5 separate regions of the Mus musculus genome follow, and regions 1, 2, 4 and 5 are each linked to region 3. Evidence: chromatin contacts called from public ChIA-PET, HiChIP or PLAC-seq and promoter capture Hi-C data. All regions are on one chromosome and are shown on one strand. Each heading gives the region's core, a stretch centred on a gene start, on an enhancer-like site or on the middle of the called end of the contact. The rest is flanking DNA. Distances are from core to core; before and after follow the strand shown.

What was found. Promoter capture Hi-C pulls out the DNA fragments that hold promoters and counts their contacts. ChIA-PET counts read pairs in DNA pulled down with a chosen protein or histone mark. HiChIP or PLAC-seq counts read pairs in DNA pulled down with a chosen protein or histone mark.
Region 1: a contact with region 3 is called in a promoter capture Hi-C map of embryonic stem cells, with 2.9 times the contacts expected there. The contact joins the promoter of Tepp here to the promoter of Ciapin1 in region 3. A contact is called at or near these places in 7 of 39 promoter capture datasets (the C10 cell line, the SN4741 cell line, cranial neural crest and 3 more), 1 of 484 Hi-C or Micro-C datasets (B cells), 2 of 115 datasets of contacts at active chromatin or transcription factors (large pre-B cells and stem cell-derived neural progenitor cells) and 1 of 9 other capture datasets (pancreatic islet).
Region 2: a FOXA1 HiChIP or PLAC-seq map of pancreatic cancer cells shows a contact between it and region 3. The contact joins the enhancer-like site here to the promoter of Ciapin1 in region 3. A contact is called at or near these places in 4 of 484 Hi-C or Micro-C datasets (B cells, myocytes, pre-megakaryocyte-erythroid progenitors and 1 more), 3 of 115 datasets of contacts at active chromatin or transcription factors (epiblast stem cells, large pre-B cells and pancreatic cancer cells) and 1 of 9 other capture datasets (liver).
Region 4: an H3K4me3 HiChIP or PLAC-seq map of stem cell-derived neural progenitor cells shows a contact between it and region 3, with 5 times the contacts expected there. The contact joins the promoter of Slc12a3 here to the promoter of Ciapin1 in region 3. A contact is called at or near these places in 11 of 39 promoter capture datasets (the 3T3-L1 cell line, the C10 cell line, embryonic stem cells and 6 more), 1 of 484 Hi-C or Micro-C datasets (cerebellar granule neurons), 1 of 115 datasets of contacts at active chromatin or transcription factors (stem cell-derived neural progenitor cells) and 3 of 9 other capture datasets (embryonic stem cells, liver and pancreatic islet).
Region 5: a contact with region 3 is called in an RNA polymerase II ChIA-PET map of effector CD8 T cells, with 17 read pairs. The contact joins the promoter of Cpne2 here to the promoter of Ciapin1 in region 3. A contact is called at or near these places in 8 of 39 promoter capture datasets (the 3T3-L1 cell line, the C10 cell line, the SN4741 cell line and 5 more), 2 of 484 Hi-C or Micro-C datasets (double positive thymocytes and large pre-B cells), 7 of 115 datasets of contacts at active chromatin or transcription factors (bone marrow-derived dendritic cells, bone marrow-derived macrophages, effector CD8 T cells and 4 more) and 3 of 9 other capture datasets (adipose tissue, liver and pancreatic islet).

The regions. Positions count from the first base shown.
Region 1 is chr8:95,310,318-95,313,017 of GRCm38.p6, reverse strand. It overlaps Tepp (testis, prostate and placenta expressed), which reads right to left and starts at 1,420. Exons shown (of 8, transcript NM_199455.2): 1 at 1,328-1,420; 2 at 1-63. The coding sequence starts at 61.
Region 2 is chr8:95,208,824-95,211,523 of GRCm38.p6, reverse strand. No RefSeq gene overlaps it. Among named protein-coding and RNA genes, the nearest start is that of Gm31277, 9.0 kb to the right of the region's middle. Within about 2 kb of position 1,308, at least 73 of the 459 cell types and tissues checked have an H3K27ac peak or open chromatin away from gene starts, as enhancers often do. A contact at or near this core is called in myocytes and pancreatic cancer cells, where this site is marked.
Region 3 is chr8:94,837,064-94,839,763 of GRCm38.p6, reverse strand. It overlaps Ciapin1 (cytokine induced apoptosis inhibitor 1), which reads left to right and starts at 1,424. Exons shown (of 9, transcript NM_134141.4): 1 at 1,424-1,512. Coq9 (coenzyme Q9) reads right to left here and starts at 1,351. Exons shown (of 9, transcript NM_026452.3): 1 at 1,267-1,351. The coding sequence starts at 1,342.
Region 4 is chr8:94,327,810-94,330,509 of GRCm38.p6, reverse strand. It overlaps Slc12a3 (solute carrier family 12, member 3), which reads right to left and starts at 1,302. Exons shown (of 25, transcript NM_001205311.1): 1 at 997-1,302; 2 at 1-133. The coding sequence starts at 1,272. It also overlaps a transcript of Nup93 not described here.
Region 5 is chr8:94,531,592-94,534,291 of GRCm38.p6, reverse strand. It overlaps Cpne2 (copine II), which reads right to left and starts at 1,264. Exons shown (of 16, transcript NM_153507.2): 1 at 1,099-1,264.

The sequences.
Region 1 (2,700 bases), core at 171-2,670, 470 kb before region 3:
GGGAAGCATACAAGTGGGCGGAGCATTCGTCCCAGGGCACCAGGTCTATGATTTGGGCCATCGCTGGGGAAGAGAGGGGCGGAGTCAGATGCCCTTCCGTATAGGCACATGTTCTTGGCCTATGCTGATTTAACGATTTATCAAACATTTACTGAGTATCTTCTGTGCGCCCCGTGATTTTTCCGAAGCTCCACATCCAAACAACAGATTTATGTGTTCTGTGTATGTGTGTACACACACACACAGACACACGCACACACACACAGACACACACACAGCTCCCAGTGCTCTGAGGGAGGTCAGCACAGAGTGTACGTGTATCTGAGAGGGCTGGAGCTAGGACACTCTAGGAACTGTCTAGATGAAGTGAAACTTAAATATTGAACAGGAAAAAGCCATAGTAAAGCTATTTAGAATGTAGCCTGGAATGCCGTGTGGCTTATGATGCTAGATAGCCAACTCTGGATTTGCCTAGGCCATATTTAGCATTTGCCCCAAATGCTATAGATAGATGAGACTCTTAAAGGAGAGAAATGTGACAGATCTGAATTAGAAAAAGATGGATGGTTGGTTACCTAGTGTCTCTGTTCTAAAAAGCAGATATTCCCTGGAGCCCCTTTTACTCATTTACATCTTAGAATTTGTTGACTCTACTTCCTGACCCTCCAAGTTACAGAGATAAGAAATGGACATGGGGTGGCAGGAGGAGAGAGGAACTTGACCATGAAATGTTTGCTACTTTGTGGGGTCTTCTTTCTTCCAGTCTTTTCCACCTTTCCCCCACCCTTTCAACCCACTAACACTAGATATGAGAGAAAAAGTATAGAGGGGAGAGAGGAAGGGAAAGAAATCCCCGAATCTAATTTCTGTTTCTTCTTGTTTGTTCTCTGAGCATGACTACTATCAAGCTACAACCAACCCCCCTGAACAACCAACAACAACCCATAATCCTCCTGGGTCCCTAGTTTATAGACCCTCTGAAAAGTTTTCAGAATTCCAAAAGTCACAGAAACTATCTGCAGCTGGCAAAACTATGCCCCTGCTAGAGCACGAGGCAAATCAGAGTCAGCTGCTTCAGACAGTCCAAGGCAGCCCCATATTCCTACACCTGGGTATTAAAAGCACATTCTTAAAATATTTCTGCATTAAAAAAAAAAAGAAACCACGATTCCAAAATTCTCACTATAATGAAGGATCAGGACGGGGCATGATAGAAAAAGTGGAAAAGCTGTCTCAGAGTTGACCCTCCATGAGGAAGGATGGAGTGGTAGAACACAGAGAAAAAGGAAGAGAGAACACCCTGCTACCATTTACCCATAGCCACTACCTCATCTGCAGGGCACAGGCCCAAGTGCACAGGCAGGTAAGAACCGTCTATCCTCCTGCTGCTCAGTGGGCAAAAGAAAGGATGTGGGCGTGCCTTCCAGGCAACTGCAGGCTAAGGAGCATCACAGAGACAATGCCCAGTGCAACCTGATTGTGAGGACGAAGCTCCTGGTAACCCTGGGCAACACAGGCTGCCAGGATCCCTAGGCACTGGACATCTATTCCCTGGGTCTCTATGGCAGCCACATAAGACAAGCATCTTGGAAAATGTCAGAACTGGGGCTCTATAGAGGTGACCCGGCCACATTAGGGTAGGGATAACTGCTGGGTTCACCCCAGCCTGTTTCACTGTGTTGGCTAGATCAACGTGACACAAGTTATAGCTATCTTAGAGGAGGGAACCCCACCAGAGAAATGCCTCCATAAAATTAGTCATAGGCAAGCCTGCAGGGGGCTTTCTTAATTAGTGATTGATGGGGAGGGCCCAGCCCATTGTGGACGATACCATCCCTGAGCTGGTGGTCCTGGGTTCTATAAGAAAACAGGCTGGAGCAAGCCACAGGAAGCAAGCCAGTAAGCAGTTCTTCTCCATGGCCTCTGCACCCTGCCTCCAGGATCCTGCCCTGCTTGAGTTCCTGTCCTGGCTTCCTTCAGTGATACGGAAGTGTAAGCCAAATAAACCCTTCCCTTCCCAACTTACTTTGGTCATGATGTTTCATCATAGCAATAGAGACCCTAAACCAGAACCAGAACAGTGACCCTGTACTAGCTACTGCTGCCTCTCTCTGGACCTAAGAGGACTGTTTGTGTTAGGCAAAGACCCCAGGCTCTGCAGCAGGGCTGCCTGGGAGCCTGGAGGGGACCTTGTCCCCATGAGTCTCAGGGAAGATGATACCACGCTGTCTTTGGTCTTTAGGGGTGGAGATTAGCCAGGCTCTGGGGTCAGGGCAGGGATCAGGCAGAGTGGTGGCCTCAGCAGGCTAGGGATTAGCAAGTGATACTCCACCCCTCCCCCATTCTGCCCTACCTTACTACCTGGCGGAACCGCAGCCTCCCTCCCTGTCAGGAAGCTTCGCTCAGAATCCCAAAGCCCCCAGAAATTGAGTGAGACATCCCAAGCTTTGGAATCCTGGGGCTGTCTATTCTTTTGCATATATTGACATATGATTTGCATAAATTTGCATAAATGCTAAACCTGTCATTCAGAATGTCCTATTGGAGTCCTGTAAGATTTGCTGCTCCTTGATTAGGGACCAAGGAACTTAAGAAAACACTCCAAGTTCTTCTCTTAAAGAAACTTGCCCGGTGCTGAGCCTACCCCTAAACGAAGGTCCACCTCTTTTGTTTTGTTTTGTTGTTTTGTTTTGTTTTGTT
Region 2 (2,700 bases), core at 59-2,558, 370 kb before region 3:
GGAGTGTCTGAAGACAGCTACATTGTACTTACATATAATAAATAAATAAATCTTTAAAAAAAAAAAAAAAGGAAATAGCCACATGTGACGGTACACAGCTATCACCCCAGGACTGGACGGCTGAGGCTAGAGGACCTAAGTTCAAGACCTGCTCAGGCTACTTGTAAAGACCCTGACTCAAAGGGTCAAAAAGAGCCATGGTCACCTGCCCAAAACAGAACCCATAACAACTGCATCATCACTGGCGGGTTCGGTTCTGAGTGAGGAGCTCTTGTTGGTTAACGGCTAACTAAAGAAGCCGGTTTGTTTGCTTTTTAATATTTATTTTTCTAATGTGTGTAAATGTTTTGCCTACATGTACATATGTGTGCCACCTGTGTGCCTCACGCCCACATAGGCCAGAAGAGTACATCTGATCTCTTGTAACTGACAGTTTGTTACAGACAGTCATGAGCCACCATGCTACCGATGGTTGTGAACCGCCACATGGTTGTAGGGAATTGAACCCAGCTCCTCTACAAAAGCAACCAGTGGCTCTTAACCAATGAGCCATCTCTCCAGCTGTTTGGACATTGGGTCCCGCCGTGTTTCTCTGTAGACCAGGCTGGCCTTGAACCCTACTTTGATCTACCCTGCCTCTGCTTCCCACGTGCTGGAATTAAAGGCATGCACTGCTATTCCAGCTTCTGTGATGAGATTCCACGTGTTCCTCATGTGTTCCTTTGCCCTACGACACCAGAGTCTAGAATTGCACTTTCTGACCTCATATCCATGGGCAGACACTCTTCAGCCCGCTTTCCCAGTGTCAGTAGACCGCCTGGTTCCCCATGTCAGTAGACCGCCTCGTTCCGTCTCATCGTTTCTCTGACTTCCGTGCCTTGCTTTTGAAATTTGACTGTTTTTCCCATCTCGCTTCTGCTTACTGCACCGCTGTTTGTCCCTCAGATTTTAAGTGCTTAAGCTTTAGAGTGAGATGTATCTCAGTTAAAGTTCACTGGAGGATAATAGATTGGACTGCGTTCAGCAGATCCATCAGTAAGCAGTGTCTGCCAGGAAGGAGAGTGCTAAGAAGAGATGGCTGAGCCACTGAAGCCCAGAGAGGGGACTTTGTATTGTCACCATCAGCCTGTGGCATTTACATGAAAGGATAGAAGCGGGGGTGTTGTGGGGGGAGGGGCAGAAATAAAGGAGGCATATTGTTTATTTCTGCTTGCTCATGAACATCACACGATGACTACACTTACGGCTGAAAACTGTGACTCAGATTTGAACTGTCCACTGCAGGCTGCAGTTGTCGTCGCCCAGAAATGACTAATTCCTCTGCAGACAATAAACTAAGCAGAATAAGGACATTGAGTCACGGATTCCCAGCTCAGAGGCAAGGGGCGGGGGGAATCACAGGGCACCCACCCAATTCTAATAAGCCAGGGCTAAAAATATCGGCATGGCATGGCCGATGGGAAAACAGCGTTACTGCTGTAGTAAATCTGTCAGCAGGTGACACGCAGCAGCTGTGGTGTAATTAACAGCACCCAAAGCTGGGAGGAGTCCCAATCCTTCTACTCGGTAGTTACTTTACCTTGGGTGTTTGTCAGTGTAAAGACAATTGACTAGAGGAGTATTTATTACCAGAGGTAAGTTTTAGGACAAAGTAACAAAATGAGGCAATCATTGTATCCATTGCTTTAGCCTCTGGTAGGCGTTGTAGTATCTGCTAAGTGCTGACTCGAGTCTTTATGTTTTCTGCTTTAGAAAGCCACAGATCTTCTCTCTTTCCCGAGCTTTTGTACACTGCACTCATATGAGTGTCTTATCACTTAGACTTCCCTGGGTTCTGCTCTCATCGCCACTGTCCTATTTGTGGATGACGCCTTATCATTGGTTTATTTCTTGGCCTTGGACCTGGAGCAAGCTAGGCAAGGGCTGAGCTATACTGAACTACACCTCCAGTCCCTTTAGCAAGTCTAGATGTTGCTCCAATTTGGTGAGGCCCTGCTGTGGTTTGTATCCTTTCTTCCAAAGATCACACAGAAATGTAGTCACCATTCTTTTGTTTTGTTTTGTTTTTGTTTGGTTTTTTGGTTTTTTTTTCGAGACAGGGTTTCTCTGTGTAGCCCTGGCTGTCTTGGAACTCACTTTGTAGACCAGGCTGGTCTCAAACTCAGAAATCTGCCTGCCTCTGCCTACCGAGTGCTGGGATTAAAGGTGTGCACCACCATGCCCGGCTATGTAGTTGCCATTCTTAACAGTGTTGAGAGGCAGCAACTTGACAGAGGTGTCAGGTCAAGTGGGCAGAATCATGTTGTTTCAGGTCTGGGTTACTTACAAAAGCAAGTCTGCTGGCCATAGTGGTGCATGCTTTTAATCCCAGTGCTTGGGAGGCAGAAGAAGACAGATCTCTGTGAGTTTGAGGCCAGCCTGAACTACTGAGTTCCAGGACAGCCAGGGCTACGTAGTAAAACTGTCCAAAAAAAAAAAAAAAGGAAAGAAAAAGAAAGAAAAAAGAATGAAAAAATGAAATGAAGAGAGGAAGGAAAGAAAAGAAAGTCTAAGCCATATTCTTCAGGCAACTGGAAGAAGCCATTTTGTTGGTTTTGTTTTGAGAAAGGGTCTCCCTCTGTAGCCTAAACTGACCTTGAACAAAGGATCCTCCTGCCTCAAACTCCAAGTGCTGGGCCCACAGGGGTAACATCATTATGC
Region 3 (2,700 bases), core at 175-2,674:
TAAGAGCACCCGACTGCTCTTCCAAAGGTCCGAAGTTCAAATCCCAGCAACCACATGGTGGCTCACAACCACCTGTAACAGAGATCTGATGCCCTCTTCTGGTGCGTCTGAAGACAGCTACAGTGTACTTACATATAATAAATAAATAAACCAAAAAAAAAAAAAAAAAAAAAAGTAAACTCTGATTAAAAAAAAAAAAAAAAGAAAGAAAACACTCAGGAGGCAGGACCAGGCCAATCTCTCTAAGTTCCAGGTCAGTCTGGTCTATATTACAGTGAGTTCCAGGTCAGCCAGAAATATAGAGTGAGACTTTATCTCAAATACTTCAGAAAGGGGACGGTTACTTCGGAGATACCTGTTGTAAACTGCTTGCATAACATTGAAAAAAAGATGAATGTTTGGGCTTTAAGGGCCCACCTAATATAAAGTTGTCGGGAATACAGTTGAACTTTTTGTGGACACAATTTCATGGGTAAATACCCTATGACTGGATTTGTTGGCTCACATTGCATTATTTTTGTTAAACATATTTCGTCTGAAACTCTAGCTAAAAATGCCACAAAGGAAGTCATTGAAAATAATAAGGAAAGAAACACAGAACAGCATGCTTAACAACATCAGCATTTGCTATAGGCCCAGAAAATTTGAAGTGAGGAGCCCCCAAAGTATGGTTGCGAGATCTCTGCGGTTCATGGAGATTTTAGTTGCATATTTTTTGTCACTGTGTCAGTGCAGAAAGATTCTATATACGGACAGCGATTTTTGCTTTTCCACTTAATGACAATGTACAAAGTTTCTAAAAGTAAATGTCTACTATTACTGTGGAGATAAAAATACGGGGCATATGGCAGCAAATGACGAATGTCACCAGCTTAGTGACGTGGTGTGGCAATAACTGACTCTGTGGCTGTTCGGTCGGTTTCTCCAGCGAGGCTGGCACAGCGCCTACGGCGACGGAGAACGCTTTGGAACGGACGAGCTCTGTGACCTTGGGCACACCGAGCCCTCTCTGAAGCTCCATTACCTCTGGGGAACCGGGGTGACAGGACTGCCCCGCGGCTTTTGCCCCCTCACAGCTCAAAGTCCGGCGACTGAAACCCTTAAGTGGCTTTTTCCAGCTCGCGACTCCAGCGGCTCCACGCCGATGCCCTTTACCTTGCTAGCCCCGACCAGAGCCTCTATCATCCCACGCCAAGCCCAGATCCGCCCTGCGCCTTCTTCCCGTTTTTCCCCCTCGCGCCCCGGCTCGGCTGGCTGTCACCTCACCGGGCAGGCACCGCAGCTGCAGGAGCCTCCAGCCCAAGCGGCCGAGGACACCAGACACGGCTGCTGTCGCCGCCATCTTGGAAGTGGGCACGCACGCACGCTGAGGGCGGCGACGCGCCGGGCAGCGTCACGCGTCAGTGGGGCCGCGTCCGCTCACTAGGACTCAGGTGTTGTGCGGCGTCTTCTCGCGAGAGACCAGGACGAGAAGCCGGCGTCCGCGGAGCGGGTTTTCAGGCTACGAGGAAGGTGAGGACGCTCGGGGTCGCTCGAGCATCTGAGCGGGCTTAACGGCCCTCCTAGGGGCCACTCTGGTCTCCCGTGCTCTCGCTTCGGCTTCTGGCGCCGTCATTGTCACCCCTTGGGGAAGCCGGGGTGAGGGGCCGCGGCGGCCGGGGCCCTGCACGCGGCGTGCTGGACGCCGGGGCTCGTCCGCCGCCTTTTTCCGCGTGGAAACCCGGAGCTGGCATCGGGACCGTCAGTTTACTCCTAGCCATCGGTGGTGACCTTGAGTCTCCTCCAGGGCACTTGGCGGAAAGCACCAAAGGTGGGGAGAACCTGGAGCCACAGGTTGTCCATTCGAGCCCGGCATTTATGTCCTAGGATGCTTGTTTATAGAAGGAGCCACCCAGGCTTTTGTCCTGGAGAGTTGCCCCTGTGCCGGGGTGTGGTCCCTAGCGATCACTAGCCATTTGCAAGGTCGGGAGAAGTTCGCTTCTCGGTGCCTGAGTCCAAGCTGCGGGTCTTCAGAGTAGAGCGGACTGCCTCGCTTGCTCTACCAGGGAAGTCTTGATGTTTGCTAGAAGTAAACGGTGTATGTTTAGTGTCATGGTCATGGGGTGGGGGAACATGTATGTATAGGTGCATACGCATGTGTGTGGAGGCCAGAGGACAACTTGGTGTTTCATCAAACTGTGGCCACCTTCTTTGTGACAGGGCCTCTAGTTGGCCTGAAGCGTACCAGTTAAGGCTGGATAACAAACTTTGCCACACGAGCTTTTGAAATATATATACACACACATACATATATACTTATATGTATGTACACATATATGTGTATGTATATATATGTATGTGTATGCATGTATACACACATATATAAAGATTCTGTGTGTGTTGGGGAGGAGTGTCTGCTTCCACTTTGAGTTCTGAGGGTTAAACTCAGGTTGTCAGGCTTTGTAGCAAGCACCCCTAACCCACTGAATCATCTTGGTAGCCCACACCCAAGGTTTTCTATGTGGGTTCTGGGGCTCAAACTCCTTATGCTTGCAAAGCACAGCCTCGCCCTTCCCAGAGCCCTGATAATGAATGGCTTTTGAGAGAAGAGTTTCACCGAGGAGCGTAAACTGTCCTCAGAACTCCTTCACCAGTCTCCCGAGAGAGCTAGGGTTACACGAAGGCTCCGACATTCTTGGCTATTGGTTGGTGTTTGTTTCG
Region 4 (2,700 bases), core at 53-2,552, 510 kb after region 3:
CCCAGCCGAAGCGAACAGGTTCTCCAGGGCTCTTCTCACTGTTGGTGCCTGTCTCATCTTCCACAAGTCCATCAGTCAGCTCACGACCTTGCCGTCCATCAAAGGCCAGGGCATGCAGGTGGCTACCTTCCTGCTGGGGGCCCAGAGACCAATAGGAGTCAGGCAATGGGGGTTAGGGGCTGGGTGTCTGTATTCAGTCTTGCCTGCCCCACTTTGCCACACAGGCAGCCCTTGGACAGCTTCCTGGGTACAATGCTACTCGAAGCTTGGAGAAACACCAGAGAGAGCAAGCAAGCTGAGCATTCAGAATGCTTCTGCTCCGGGAGGCTCCTCCCCTCTAGGGCAGAGGGCTGGAGTCTGACAAGCCTGCAGTCTGAGAAGTGACACGGGATGGGAGGTGAAGCAGTATGTCACACGCCACACACCAGGTCTCTGACACAGAGAGTCTTGAACCCAGGCCTGGACTCCAGCATGGTCATCTTCTATTTCGTATTCCTACCAACCGCAGCCTACTCTGGGACCTTCATCCCAGTACCTATCTCAGCATCCCTATTCAAACAAGGGGTCTTGTTTGGTCCCTTCAGAGGGAAGCTTTGAAACACGGAAGAGTGTTAGAGGTTAGAACATCCAACTGTTGGTGAAACCGTGAGGTGACAGGGATTGGACCCTCCAGCCTCCCAGACAGCGAAGCCGATGAGCTAATATTTGAGAGGGCTCACCATGCTCCCTCCCTCCCTCTCACAGTCTCTCCCAGCGGTGTGCAACCTGCATTTGTATAAGCAGCAGGCTATGCTATCATTGTGCTGCCGGTGCCTGGACAATATGTATTACTTGTGCCCCCAAGCTTCATGGCACCTCTGTCCACTATTCATTTGGGTGTCTTGACCCTAGAGGAAGATGCCCAGTCATTTTCACAACACGAATGACAGAACATGTTGGGCAATCATGCCAACGTTACCCAGCCAGGAAGCGGCCAGTCTTTGAACTTCTGCTTACCTTGAGGAATGAATGCAGGTCAGCCAGGGTGGGCCGCACCTTCCGGGGCTCACCGGGCAGAGCGCTGTTAGCATAGTGTTCGTAGGCCGGCACCACGTCTATGGTGTTGTAACCGAAGGTGCGCATGTATAAGGTGCTGCCGTGTGTTAAGTGGCTGGGCTGGCTGCTGTCACAGGCAGCTGGTGGGGGCTCATCGCCTCCCATCAGTGTGCTGATGGTGAAGCGCCCACTGCACAGAGCATCGCCAGGCAGCTCTGTCACGGGGAGCTCTGCCATTATGGCTCTGGGTATCAAAGGAGGGGACAAGAGTGGGCAAGGGCACTGAGGGTGGCTTTATAGGCTGGGAGGAGGCGGGAGCTTGGTCCAGACCGCCCATGGCAAGTGAGCAGGGTCTCTGCCAGGGTGGGGGGCGGAGCCATAGCAACTGCTGTCCTGCCCCCATTTATCTGATCATTGACACAGGGGCCAATTTGGAGCAGGAGGGCTGGGCTAGAGCCAGGGCCACATCCCTGAGTCCTGCAGTAGCCCTTCTAAGCCTAGGGTAGCAGAGGTTCTGCAGCTAGGACCCAGGAAGCAGCAGACATGAGAGAGGACCCAGAGAAGGCCTGCTGCAAGGTGCCTACCTACACTGCAGGTTAACAGTCCTCGTGTTGGGCACAATGTATTTCTTTCATTTTATTTACTAGTTTGAATGGATGTCATCTTAGGACATGCATATAAAAAAAAAGGAAGTCTGCCTTCCGATCTCCATCCCTCACAGTCTCAGCGTCTTTCCTGATACATTTCAATATACATAAGCCATTGTGATTAGTGGCCTCAAGCCAGACCTGCAGCCACCTCTTGACTGACAAACCTTGAGAGCTTGGTGCTGGCCACTGGCCTCTAGGGTAAACAGGCACAGTGCAGCCTGACCTACACATTCACAGGCTGGCCTACGGGGCTGTAGTTTGGAGCCCAGAGCAACTGGTCTTTCCCTCCCTGGAGCCATGCATTGTTCCCATGAAGTAGGAGATCTGGTCAGCAAAGGCTCCTAAGCCATTGCAGGGGCATTGCCCTGGGGTATGAAAGACACTCTGGGTCTTGATGATGAACTAGTGGATGTTGGATGTGTCCTAAGAAAGCAATGGACTTGTAGCTGTGAGGGGTCCCAGAGTCAGCCCTTACATTAATGGCCCCACCCATAACTATCTTTCCCTAAGAGGCTGGGCGTTCAGTAATCCATGGCTGTGGGGCACAAAAGCCTGGCATCCTGCCCTGTCTCTGGAACCACCCAGTGTTTCCCTGAATCATCTGAGGCTTAGGGCTACCCTAAAGCCCGCTCCCTCTGCCCTCCCAGACACATGTCCTGAATTTGCTCTCAGTTACTTCCCAGTGAGGTGACCCAGCCCCTTACAAGAATAGGAGACGACGGTACATGCTTCTTGCTGCTTTATTGACTATAACAAAGATTTGGAATCGACCTTGACAATCAACAAATGAATGGGTAAAAAAAACTATGTATATGTATAAACCATGTATACATAAGTTATATAAGTATAAATTATATATATGCATGCTACTTGGCTATCAAGTTAAAATGTTTTCGGGAAAATGGACAGTCTCAGTATGAATATTAGGTGAGATCATACAACTTCAGAAATAAACCACACACTCTCCCTCCTGTGGAATCTAGCCAAAAATATATGTATGCATAAAAACAAAAGT
Region 5 (2,700 bases), core at 15-2,514, 310 kb after region 3:
TGAGGGAGCTATATTCTGGAAGAGTTTAGCTCTGCCTGGAAGAAGGCAAAGGGAGGGGATCTCCCCAGGCTGGAAAGCAGGACCCTAACCCTGGACTAGGGAATTCTCAGCAGGAAGCCTGCCTAGCAACAATGCCTCCAAACAAAGATGCGGTAGACACCTCCAGGGGCAGTATAATACTCCTTTCTATCTCTGAGAGGGGCAGTATAATACCCCTTCCCATCTCTGCGTGACAGTTCCACACCCCTACATGATGGTGGTCTGTGGTCAGACAAAACAAAGGGCATCTGGGCTAATTCTCAAAGGCCTTTCCCCTTTCCCCTTCCCCCAGAATTCTTATAGGGCAGGAAGAATCAGAGTACAAGGAGGACCCTTTGAATGGCCACCCAGCTCCGGACTGCTATTGCACCTGTGACCTTGGGCACTCCCAGCCTCCTTTTGAGGTAGCCCCTTATCCAAAGACTAGTCAGCTGTACCAAAGACAGGATTCGGGAAGGGAGGGGAAGAGAAGGAAAAAGGAACATTAGTCTCCTTTATTTTTCCCAGGAGCACCATTGTGGGGATGGGGAAAAAAAGAAGGGCTTCTCGCTTCCTCCTCCACCCCTTGAAACACACAGGTGCCAGACAGCTTTTGCGCAAAAACTAGTTTGCAAACACACTCCGACTTCTGGAACGCCGCCCGGCACTATTCCCCATCTCTTCTCCCCAGTTGGAGCAGGGAGTCGGCCCTAGAGCTGATCCCGAGTAGCGCCAGGTCCTGGTCAGGGTGGGATCAAAGGGCGCGCTCGCCTCCAAACAATTGTGCTGGCGGCTGCGATCGCTAGCCCACAGCCGCCCTCTAGACATCTAACGGTGGAAGAGGGTCTCCTAAATAGCTAGCCAGTGTCCCCGAAGCCGCCCATCCTCCAGCCGCCCCCCGCAGACGGGCGCCCCCGCGTGGCCGGGTGGGAGCTGAGCCCCCCCCCCCCAGGCGTGCTGCGGGGGGCGGCGGCCAGGGACATCGGAGTCCCTTCGGCTGAACCCACTCCCCCTCCAAGCCCCAGGCCGAACTTGAGCGCACACAGTGCCCGGCCCGCCCTCGCCGCGGACCCCACTCACCGCGCTTTCCGCAGCCTCAGCGTGCTCCGGGCCGCCGGGGCATCCCCGGGCGCTGTGCTGTCGGCCGGGCGGCGGCGCGGGACAGGCTCAGGGCGCTACCCGCGCGGCCGTACCCACTCGTGCGCTCGCCCGGGCTGGGGCTGGCCCTCCTCGGGCCCCGGCTGCGGCGCGGGCTCCTCCCTCCAGTCGAGGGAGGATGTGGGCGGGAAGCGGGCGCGAGGCGGGCGCTTCCTGGAGGGGCGGCTCTCCGGGCTAAGCCGGAGCCTGTCCCGCTCCCGGCTGGTGGCCCGCGAGGACCTGGATGCAGCAGGCTGCCACTCCGAGCGATGCCGCGAATTCGCACCCAGCGCCGGGCCCGCCGCTCTGGGCGTCAGGCACCGCCGAGCTCCCCGCGTTGCGCTCCAGTTCAAGATGCGGGGACCCGGGGGTGCGATCTCCTGGTCCGCTAGACCCCCGGGGCGCCGCCCGCGGCTCTCACCCTAAAGCGCGCAGGGCTCAGCACGGAATCCTCGGGGAGACGCCCAGGACTTGCCTCCGAGCTGCGCACAAGAACCGCAGTGTTTTCTTTTTTCCTTTTTTATTTTATTATTATATATTTTTTAATTTCTTTCAATAGCGTTTTCTTGCCGCCTGAGACTGGGAAGATGACACATATTCCCGTGACAAAGACGATGAGATAAAGACGTTCGGAGTGGGGTTTGGGATCAACGGGAGAGTTGAGGCCTCCCCTCTGTGCAGCCAGCTTTTGAACCAGAGGCACCAGTTCTTAAGGGACTGTTTTGTCGCTGGGCAGCTGGTGGTCGCTCAGTGGTATTTTGTACCCTCGGAGCAAGTAAACCACTGGACATTACCACACGGAAGCTCTTTTAACCAGATTCTGTTGTGGGAGGTGTAGGGGGAGACATGGCTGTCCAGAGGTCTTAATAAGCATGGCCAAAGCCCTGGGCCCTGGTGTACAAGTCTCGGGATTGTGGGGCTGAGCGGTAAAGCCTTGCACTGAGGTTGTAGGTTTTCTATTCCAGACAGATAAGAGTTAATGCGGGAGACTCACGCTGCAGCTCTGAGCTCCCTCCACCTCTGAGTCACAGGCACTTTGCAGCCTTAGAAGGGCCCCCACTAAGCAGCCCTAGGGCACAGAGCTTTGTTCTCTCTGCCTGCCTGTCCCCGGAGCTTTCTGCTTTTCTCCAGATTCTCCTCGTCTTCTTGCGCAGAAAGTCCTCCATGCCCTCTGCTCAGCTCTGGGACAAAGCAACCTGTGGCGCCACTTAGAGCAGAGGTAGAAAATGGGGACCGCAACGTCTTCTTCCAGACTGTGAAGCAATGGCAGGTAGAAAAGTAGATGGATGAGAAGTTCAGGATGAAAGGCAATTAGCACAGAGACCCAACTCAGCTGTGGGACTTGACCAGCACTTTTCTAAGAACCCAGAAGAATATGGCGATTGGGGGGGGGTGGGTACGGAGGGGAGGGGAGGGAAAAGATGTCACTAGGTCTTGGTCAGGAGGGCAGAGTACTAAGGTCAGGGGTCACAGCAATTCCATTCCTAAGTACCTACCCAAGAGAAATGAAAATGTTTGTTCAAGCAAAAAGTTGAGCATGAATGC